2 separate regions of the Gossypium hirsutum genome follow, and region 1 is linked to region 2. Evidence: chromatin contacts called from public Hi-C data. All regions are on one chromosome and are shown on one strand. The core of a region is the stretch at or near the end of the contact, and the rest is flanking DNA. Distances in the headings are between cores, read along the strand shown.

What was found. Hi-C and Micro-C count contacts between places; a contact is called where the count stands out from the background.
Region 1: a Hi-C map of leaf shows a contact between it and region 2, with 2.4 times the contacts expected there. The contact joins the promoter of LOC107897026 here to the promoter of LOC107897020 in region 2. A contact is called at or near these places in 2 of 34 Hi-C or Micro-C datasets (fibers and leaf).

Annotation. Positions count from the first base shown.
Region 1 is chrA05:108,987,631-108,992,681 of Gossypium_hirsutum_v2.1, reverse strand. It overlaps LOC107897026 (aspartyl protease AED3), which reads left to right and starts at 1,699. Exons shown (of 3, transcript XM_016822355.2): 1 at 1,699-2,306; 2 at 2,866-3,340; 3 at 3,423-3,953. The coding sequence starts at 1,848. The coding sequence ends at 3,778.
Region 2 is chrA05:108,801,833-108,806,674 of Gossypium_hirsutum_v2.1, reverse strand. LOC107897020 (peptidyl-prolyl cis-trans isomerase CYP22) reads right to left here and starts at 1,636. Exons shown (of 7, transcript XM_016822351.2): 1 at 1,237-1,636; 2 at 1,117-1,140; 3 at 936-1,023; 4 at 191-283. The coding sequence starts at 1,400.

The DNA of each region.
Region 1 (5,051 bases), core at 450-2,949, 190 kb before region 2:
ATAATTTTGAGTTTTAATATTTAAAAATTTATATTTCAAAACCCAAATTTGAATTTTTCAACAATGAGATAAACAAGTACAATTTGACAAATTTTATGTATTATTTTAACTTCTACCGCTTTTTCACTTTAAACTTTGATTTTTTGACCCCAACCAATACTTAAAAAAGATAGTTTTTGAGTGACTAAAACAAAAGCGACCTAAAAGTCAAGTGACTAAAATGAAAGTGCAAGCATAATGTGACATGCATAGTTAACTGCCATTAAAGATTTAACGTTTGAGTGATTAAAATGAAAGTGACCTAAAAATTGAGTGACCAACTAAGTAGTTTACCTTTTAAATTAATAAATTATATTAATACTAATGAATTTTTTTATAAATTTTTTGATACAATGTTTACTACTCATAAACCTTCAACTTTTAAATTAAAAAAAAATTCGTTTAAATATACTTAAACTCGTGTATTCTTAATTACTACAATAATAACAATACTTAATGCTCAATTATATATTGTAGGATAATCATTATCACCGCAATCTATTTATAGAGTTTAAAAAGACCACAACGGTAATAAATATTTTGCCTAAAGATATTTCTTTTTTTCTTATTGTTTGTGCCCCCTCAATTACGCCTAAGTTTCCTCCCTTAAGTTAGCTGTAAAAAATGATGCAACCAAATCATTCTCTAAGGAGTAGGGACTCAATTGTTATTGTTTTTAAAAATTGAAAATATTTTATCATATCACTGACTGTGACAGAAACCACTTTTTTGCTGCTTTAAAGTGGCAGTCAGCCCCCCTTAAATTTTCTATTAAACTGCCATAGTTAATTAGCGTAACTCATAATTAATATCCACTTTGATTTATAAAATCATTTTATTAAAAATATTGCATCTTATTTCATTATTTACATTAAAAAAATTTCAGAATTCGTGTTGGTCTAATGGTTAGGATTTTCATAATTTGAATTCAAGTTATGCTAATTTTTTTGTTGTCAAAGCATTACTCTCCTATTATAATTTACCAAAAGAAAATCATATTTAACACATCTACAATAGATATATTTATTTAATATTAATAGATTAATAATTTTATTTTTTTTAAAATAAATACAAATAATATTATCTAATTTACCAATATTTTATAAAATGAAATATAAATATTAAGAGAAATCCAAAAATGAAGTATTCAATGAGCATATTTTGAGATTTGTTTAGTCCCCAAGATGAACTATATATTTCCTCCCATGATGCACTACATTTCTTTAAAGATTTTCCAATAAAGCATGTCCTAGATCATGCTCCAAGATCTCTTTCTTCTCTTTCAATATAAAATATTATTATTTTTGGACAAAATGGGGTATTCTTTACTAGAAGTAGTAACTAAATTCTTCATTATATCTATTCTTTAAATAAATAAATAATTAATTATAAAATATACTCTACTCCTATAAATAAGTATAAAAGCTCAATCACATAACTAAAAAATAAATTAAGCAACTAAATAAAATATTATTGAAAAAGATTACAAGTAAAAGTAGATTCTATTTCAAGGTAGAATTGTTGAAGTAGGGATAGAGGTATAGCCTACAAAAAGCAAATGGATTATAGTACACTTTTTGAATAAAGAAATAAAATGTAATTTAGCGATCTCTATAATATTTTTACCCACACTCAAAACTTAAAAATACTTTATATCTTTCATTTTTTAATAATTTAACTTTTTTTACAATGCACCATGAACATATGTCATCTTTTTAATCTTGTTTGACATTATATCATATATAGAGAGAGACACACACTCACTTCCCACACTCTCTGTCCCTAAACCTTGAAGAAAAGCTTAAACTATGAAAACCCAAATTTTTTGTCTAGTTTTCCTCTTCATTTCGGTAGCAAAAGGCCTGAATCCCAAATGTGACATCCAAGACCATGGCTCAACCCTCCAAGTGTTCCACATTTACAGTCAATGCTCACCCCTCAAACCCTCAAAGCCACTCTCATGGGAAGAGGATATGTTGTCAATGCTAGCCAAGGACCAGGCCAGGCTGCAATATTTGTCCAGCCTGGTGGCTGGGAAATCTGTGGTGCCAGTAGCTTCAGGCAGGCAGATTGTGCAAAGTCCAACCTATATTGTGAGGATTAAAATAGGAACCCCACCACAAACCATGCTCATGGCCATGGATACTAGCAATGATGCTGCTTGGATACCTTGTAATGGCTGCATTGGCTGCTCTTCTAAGGTTTTTAACACTGCTAAATCCACCACTTTCAACACCCTTGGCTGCCATGCAGCTCAATGCAAGCAGGTAATCCCTTTCATTTCTCCAACCATTCACACTTCTCACGCGCTTGTCTCGAGCCTTACAAACATTGATTAAGGCTGTAAGCAATGCGAAGTCAAAAGCTGCTTTTAACCCAAAAGCAACGCTAAACGGTTGTTTTTTTCGGATAAAGTTAGCAAAAGGGAAGAAACCAAGCCTTCTACTCCTACAAGTTTTTTCGAGTACTAAAAATGACAACTTCTTTCGCCACAATTTTATTTCCAAACTCAAAATTTTTCTAAATCCAAATTACCTCTTAACTACCAACATTTGTTAAGTCAAGTAGTAAAAAAATTAATATTTTTTAAATAGGATCTCAAGCTCAAGTCTTTTAGATAAGAAAAACATCATAAATGAAGCTTTTCGTAAGTTAATTGTGGCTCGAAATTATCCCTTCTAGCTAAAATGAAAGTTGTGTAGCCAACATGGGGAAAAAAAATTATGATACAACTTATAGACATGCATGAGGGGTATATGAGATGATTACTCTCAGCCAAAAATGTAAATTTATTTAACATATTTGCATATCATGTGATAATTTCAGGTACCAAATCCCACTTGCGGTCGCAGCGCGTGCATATTCAACATGACGTACGGCAGTTCATCAATAGCAGGAAACCTGTCGCGGGACACAGTGGCCCTAGCCACAGACCCTATCCCAAGCTACACTTTTGGTTGTCTCCAAAAGACAACGGGGAAGTCAGAGCCACAACAGGGATTATTGGGGTTGGGTCGAGGCCCATTGTCCCTTCTATCACAAACCCAACATTTGTACAAATCTACATTCTCATACTGCTTGCCTAGCTTTAGGTCACCAAACTTTTCTGGGTCATTGAGACTTGGGCCTAAAGGTCAGCCTATTAGGATCAAATACACCCAATTGTTGAAGAACCCTAGAAGACCCTCACTCTACTTTGTGAATTTGATTGGAATTAGGGTTGGAAGGAGGGTTGTCGATATCCCACCAAAGGCATTGGCTTTCAACCCTTCCACTGGTGCTGGGACCATCTTTGATTCTGGTATTCTCCTGTTTTTACTGGATAAATAAAAGCTTATTTGATTGCGTTCAAGCAATATACTAAACTTTGGTATTGAAATTAGGTACTGTTTTCACCCGGCTAGTAGAACCAGCCTACGTAGCAGTCCGGAATGCGTTCCGAAGGCGAGTTAAGGTGGCCAATGTGACATCCCTGGGAGGGTTCGACACATGTTACACGGTCCCCATCGTGGCGCCCACCATAACTTTCATGTTCACTGGCATGAACGTAACACTGCCACAAGAGAACCTACTAATCCACAGCACAGCAGGCAGCATAACATGCTTGGCAATGGCGTCGGCACCGGACAACGTGAACTCAGTGCTGAATGTGATAGCCAATATGCAGCAACAGAACCATCGTGTGCTTTTCGATGTGCCCAATTCGAGGTTGGGCGTGGCCCGTGAGCGCTGCACCTGACCAGACTGAAACCTACTTTTGGGAATGTGGAGACTGGAGGCAGTAATAGAATTATCTTCATATTTGGGTTTTAATGATTAGTTTACTAATGTTATGGGACATTTAAAAGTTACGACCAATCTTTTAAGTTGTCCAAGAAATCTCAGTTTTAATAAATTTTAATGCATCTCCTTTATATTAACAAGAGTTAATTCTTAAATACAACATTTATTTTAATAGAGTTTTCAATCTTAATATTTGCTAACAGCTAGATTCTACAACCCAACTACTTTCATATCTCACTTTAGTGGAAGAGAGTTAAGAATTTTATATGTATACAATAAATAACAGTTAATTTATTTATGCATTCATTGTGTCGTCTATTGTTCACAATAGATTAAGATTACTTCTTTGCAAGTATCTATATTATATATAAATATTTTGATTGAGATAGTGTCACCCATAATCGAGTCCCAATTCAATTGTTAAATTATCAAAAGAGTCTTATTTTAACAAAGAAATAAATATTAATTTAAGCGTATTTTTTATATAAAATTAAAAAATATACATTGGGGGAATTTGTATCCAAGAGGAGAAACATCCACTCTCCCAATTTTACCATTTCAACCAAAATAACATTTGATATTTACATCAATTCTAAAGAAATATATTACATAATTGTTTTCACCATGTGACAAAATCTCATGATTATAATAAGTGAATAATAATTCATTTTAGCTCAGGTGATGAGTATAGAATTTACATTGTATTTGCCAAGAGTTGTCACCCTTTTACCTCAAAATGGAAAACTTGAAGAACATAATAAACTTAAAGAACTCAAACATAAATGAATAGGACATATCAACTATGAATAACTAAAGATTTTTACAAAGATAGTGAAGAATAGAAAATGAAGAACACAAAATAAACATTAACAAGAAAATGATCTTGATCTTCACTACAAGATGCCTTTCATTCTGAAAACTAAAGGCAATTTATAGAGGTTTAAAAAGAGCTATGTAACACTCCGAAAATTTCGATATGACATGTGACATAATTTCGAGTTCTACTACCAAGAAAATAATGAAAAAAATTGTGGAATGACTCAAATAAGAAATTTTATGAAAGAACATTGATATTGAAGAAGGAATTATATGAAAAGAGTTGCAAAGGTGAAAATATGACAAAAATGAACAAATCGTAAATTTTGAAAAGTATAAAGACTAATGTGTGAAGTTATTCAAAAGAGGAAAATATGAATCATTATGAATTATTTTATAAGAAATATATTAGA
Region 2 (4,842 bases), core at 387-2,886:
ATCCTGTCCCACGAACCTCCCACATCTAAGTTTTCTCAATCACTTCCAAAATCAAAGAAGTCAATGCTTTCTATACCTTTCTTTATCAAAAAGGTATTTACAAAAAATGAAGAATCTTCGTTTGAAAAGTTTAGAGAAAACTGAGAAAAGAAAATATAGCTAAAGGAATACCATATAGAAAATAGCATACCATTGATAGCAAACCAGGACCAGTGTGTCTGGCAATGAAATTTTCATCGTCAAATTTGTGCCCATAAATGGAAGTACATCCACTACCATCACCCTGCAATGTAAGATTTCACTGTAACTAATACATAACATGGGAGAAAATCGTCTAAATAGCATCATCATTGTCAACAAAAAGTAATACTCCTGCAATATTTTACTCCAACTCTTTATTTTTGCTTGAGATACCCATGCCCGACATACATTTAGACTTGGGTCAGGAATATGATCCTCTAAGGACCCTCAAAAATATGGAAAGACAAAAAAAAATTAAACAGTAACTTAGCTCTTCTGCATCTTTTATGTTTAACAAATCAAATTTTAATGGTCTAAGCTAGACCTTCCATTACTTTACTTTGGCAAACACTACACTCCAATTTTTGGGTGAAAACAATCCTTAATAAGGATATTTGCGCCCTCATCCAGGCTACAATGGACATTTAACAAAGAACTTAACAACAGAAAAAAAACAACAACAATCTACTTCAATCATATCATCCTCTCAAGTCAGCAAGCCAAAACTTTTAACTTCTGAAATAATTTAAAAGGAGTCCCGCAAAATCATTATTCCCAGATACATAAAGAGTAAAGAGATCAATAATCTGCAAAAATCTGAAGAAGCTAATTCTGGGTATTTAGAACTAACATGGAGGAGCAAAGTGGCTAAGATAATAAGTGCAAAAAGAAAGCTAATACAGTAAAGTAACAACCTTGAGGAAATCTCCAGCTTGAATCATAAAATCTTTAATAACCCTATGAAATTGGCAACCCTTATAACCAACAGGCAACCCAGCTTTCCTGATATTCAATCCAATTAATAAAATGAGTAAGTAGGAATTATTTATTTTGATGAAGGTAACAACAAATTTTAAGGGAAAAAAAAAAGTGAACCTGTATTCGCCAGTGCATAGCTGCCTGCACGACGAGAAGAAAAATTGAAAATCAGAACAGGAATTTGGAAAAGTGAAAAGTAGTTATGGAAAAAGAACAAAAGAAGGGAAGTGAAAGGACCGAAAATTTTCGGCGGTTTTAGGGGCAATATCAGCGAAGAGCTCCATTTTGATACGACCGGCGGGGATAGAACCTATGGTTAAATCGAAAAATACGATTGGGTTTTTTGGATTCGGTGGCCTAACGTGCCACTCCACTCCGCCAGCACCGCCTCCGGACATCATCGCCGCCGCACACGCCTCTCTTTTTTCTTTTTGCTCTCACTGTTTAAGAACTTTGGCTCTAGTAAAAGATTCTGGGTTTGTAGGCTTTGATCTCTCCGGTGGCGCCGTCGAGATTTGAAAGCCTTTTCACTTGAACTCAAATTTAATTAATTGAGATTAAAAGGAACGGTTTCGCCATTGGTGTGATTGAAAAATTATTAAAAATTTAAAATTTTTTAGTTTAATCTGTTTTTAGTTGGTTGAATCAATTTTTAGTTGATTCAATTAGTTTATACTAATTTTCAATCTAATCAGTTCAAAGCTACTCTTTGAATCGATACCCTGATTGGTTCTTAATTCAATTAGTCCAACTGATCAATCTAGTACAATTCAAACAATAATAGTGGAAGTTAATATAGGTTTCAACCTTTGAAACAATGCTAGTGAAGAATAATCTTTCTTTTAACTACATCTAAGATCACTCAATTACTAACAAATTTACACTATGATCACTTAATTTAAAAAATTACAAATTTGTCACTAAATTATTTGAAAATCATTCTTTAAAGTCATTAAGTTGTTAAATTGCTAACATATGTTTGATGGTTGTTAACCTACTATTTATCAAAAAGTAAACTTACGTAAGGTCACTCAAATATTAGTAAATCTAAACTTTGGTTATTTAATTTCAAAAAGTGACAAGTTAGTTATGGAAATACACCCAAAGTTACTCCTTCGCAGTTGTATACTAGTAATTGTGCCACCGTCCAACTCTTCCTGTAGCAAAGAAACACACTAAACTAGATCTTTTTTCCTTTATTTTTCAACTTTATGGTTTAATTTTCCTTGAAGTGGCATAAAACTCCATTGATTTAAACTTGAAGCCATAAGAAGAAGCTCTTCAACGTCTGTCCATCTTCATCGGATGGGCAAATGACTTTGATATGTTCCTTTTCTTAACAAGACTTTCTCCTTTACCTTTTGGACTAAGCCTCCTCAACAGAAACTCTGTTACTAACTCCTAACTAAATTTGGTAAATTTGAGTTTTTTTTTTGGTGATATTTTGATTCTCTTCTTTATGATTTTATTTTGGTTCTTTGCATTTGTAAGTCCTATTTGGGGCTCACTAATAAAGTAGATTTTCTTCCCTTTTTTTTATTTTTTTTGAAATTTTTGTTTGCTTTGCTTTGATTGTGGTTGTGAGTTGTTGTTAATACTATTTGAATTATCAAGTTGGGGAATAATGGTGCAAAGATTGAACGACAATTATATGATTTTGGTCACTCAACACTTCAGTCAACCAATTTCAAAATGTTACAAGTTGGTCACCGACTTTGATTTGCATTGGAGACAATGAAGACTGACAATATTTGATCTTGGGTTTGCAAAATTAAATAAATTAATAAACATATAATTTGGCAAATCATCAAAATTCTAAGAACACCAACAATGAAATAAGGTGGATTTTAACCTAAAGGAACCTGCTAGTTCATAAACATAAAGCTAAACTCCTTTATTCTCCATCTAAAGAATATTGCGAGTGTTCATGGCGTTCACAATTTTTTGTTTTGAAATATTTGCTTTCTTATTTGAAACAATTCTATATGAGAAAAAGAAGATGAATTGGAAAGGGAAATAAGTACCTGAAATTGAAGTGTTGGAATGGAGCATATTTCATGACCAGCTATTTACCTCATCCCTTAACCTTGAGGTCAGGGATTCAATCCCTACCCATGAGAATGGAGCACATTTCATAGCCAGCCATTTACCTCTTTGGAAAGCACCCGCGACAAGAGAAATAGTCACTGCTACTAATGATGGATACCCTAGTTACAGCCAAAATAGAAATTGGAAGAAGTGTTGGAAATGAAAAAGTGGAGTTTTGATCCTCTTGGTTAAAATTTTCTTTTGTTTCATTTTTCATTTTGTTTTTGAAATTGAAATAAATGTTGCAAATTTTCTTTAATGGACATTTCCTTCCTTCACTATAATTTTTTTTTAGATTTCATCATTGGTGCGATTTTGAATGTTTTTAGAAATTTTTTATTTATAATTTCGATTTATGATGAAGATGTGTTTAAGGACTAAATTGATAGGATTAATAAATGTAGAGGGTTAAATTTGTTGAATTATTTAGAATTAGAACCAAAGTTTATAATGTATAAATGTTGAAGATAAAGTGTGTTATTATACCAATTAAAAAAAGGCAATGTCATCATTTCTTTTGTGACACCCCACACCCAACTCGGTTGTCAGATCTGAATGCGAGATGTCACATTATGTTGCCGGAGCAACTCAGACTATCTTGATTAATTTTTATCAAACTTTAAAAGAAAAACATGACATAAACTCAAAATTTACATGTTATACTAATGATACACAATTAATTAAGACTAATTGAGCCCACCTGTAGTGACACGGGGTCGTATGGGTTAAACATGGAGGCAAGATTCAAGTCTAAACTCAAACTATCAAAATTGAATAATGTGTTTTAAGACAGTGAAGTCAGGCCTCTAGACACATGCTTCTCATGTTTCCTTATTTTTGCTTCAAAGTTAAGTTATCTCGAGACAATGGGGCTCATGTTTTGAGATTCAACCTCTTATGTCTCAAAACAAGTCTCCAGGCATAATTCTCCTGTTTCAAACCTCTAGCTTCAATGTTTAGGTGTCTCGAGACATGTTCTTAATGTCTCGATACCAATTAGTCACTTTACCTATAAAACACTTTCTAACTCATTAAAAAGTAACCAACACATTACTAACTCATGTCAACATGATATCAAATAATAAATTCATCAAATTGACCACCCTAAACACATCTAGCACATCAAGGATTATAAGCCTATTTGTTAGGTATGTTAGGCCCAGAAATACCAAGAGGGGTGAATTGGTATTTTAAAAATTCTCTACAAACCATTCCAAAATAAAATAGGAGGGAGAATAGCTTGGAAAATTTGATTTATAGTGGTTTCGCCCTAATTACCTACCTCCACTCCCTCGATATACCTCAACCAAGGATTTCTCAATTCACTAAACTTGAATTGATACCTTTCAAGGACAAGACATAACCCTTACAATCCTTTTCTTTTTGACAAAGCTAAGATAAAACCTTCCCCTAATTTTTATGGCTTAACTAGAACCTTTCTTATCCCCTTAGGGTGCGTTTGGTTCGCTGTATTGGAATAGAGGTGTATTGGATTAGAGGTGCATTGGGATTAGAGGTGTATTGGATTAGAGGTGTAATAGCTAATCCACTGTTTGGTTGAATGTAATGGAATAGAGGCGTAATAGTAATCTTGTGTTTGGTTGAATGGAATAGAGGTGTAATAGCATAATGGAAAAAAATAAAATGACTAGAATACCCTTAGCATAAAATTGTTTTGGTAAATGATTATTGTTATTGTTATTTAAATTTAAATAAGATTATTATTATCAGTAATAAATATTTTAATCATATTTA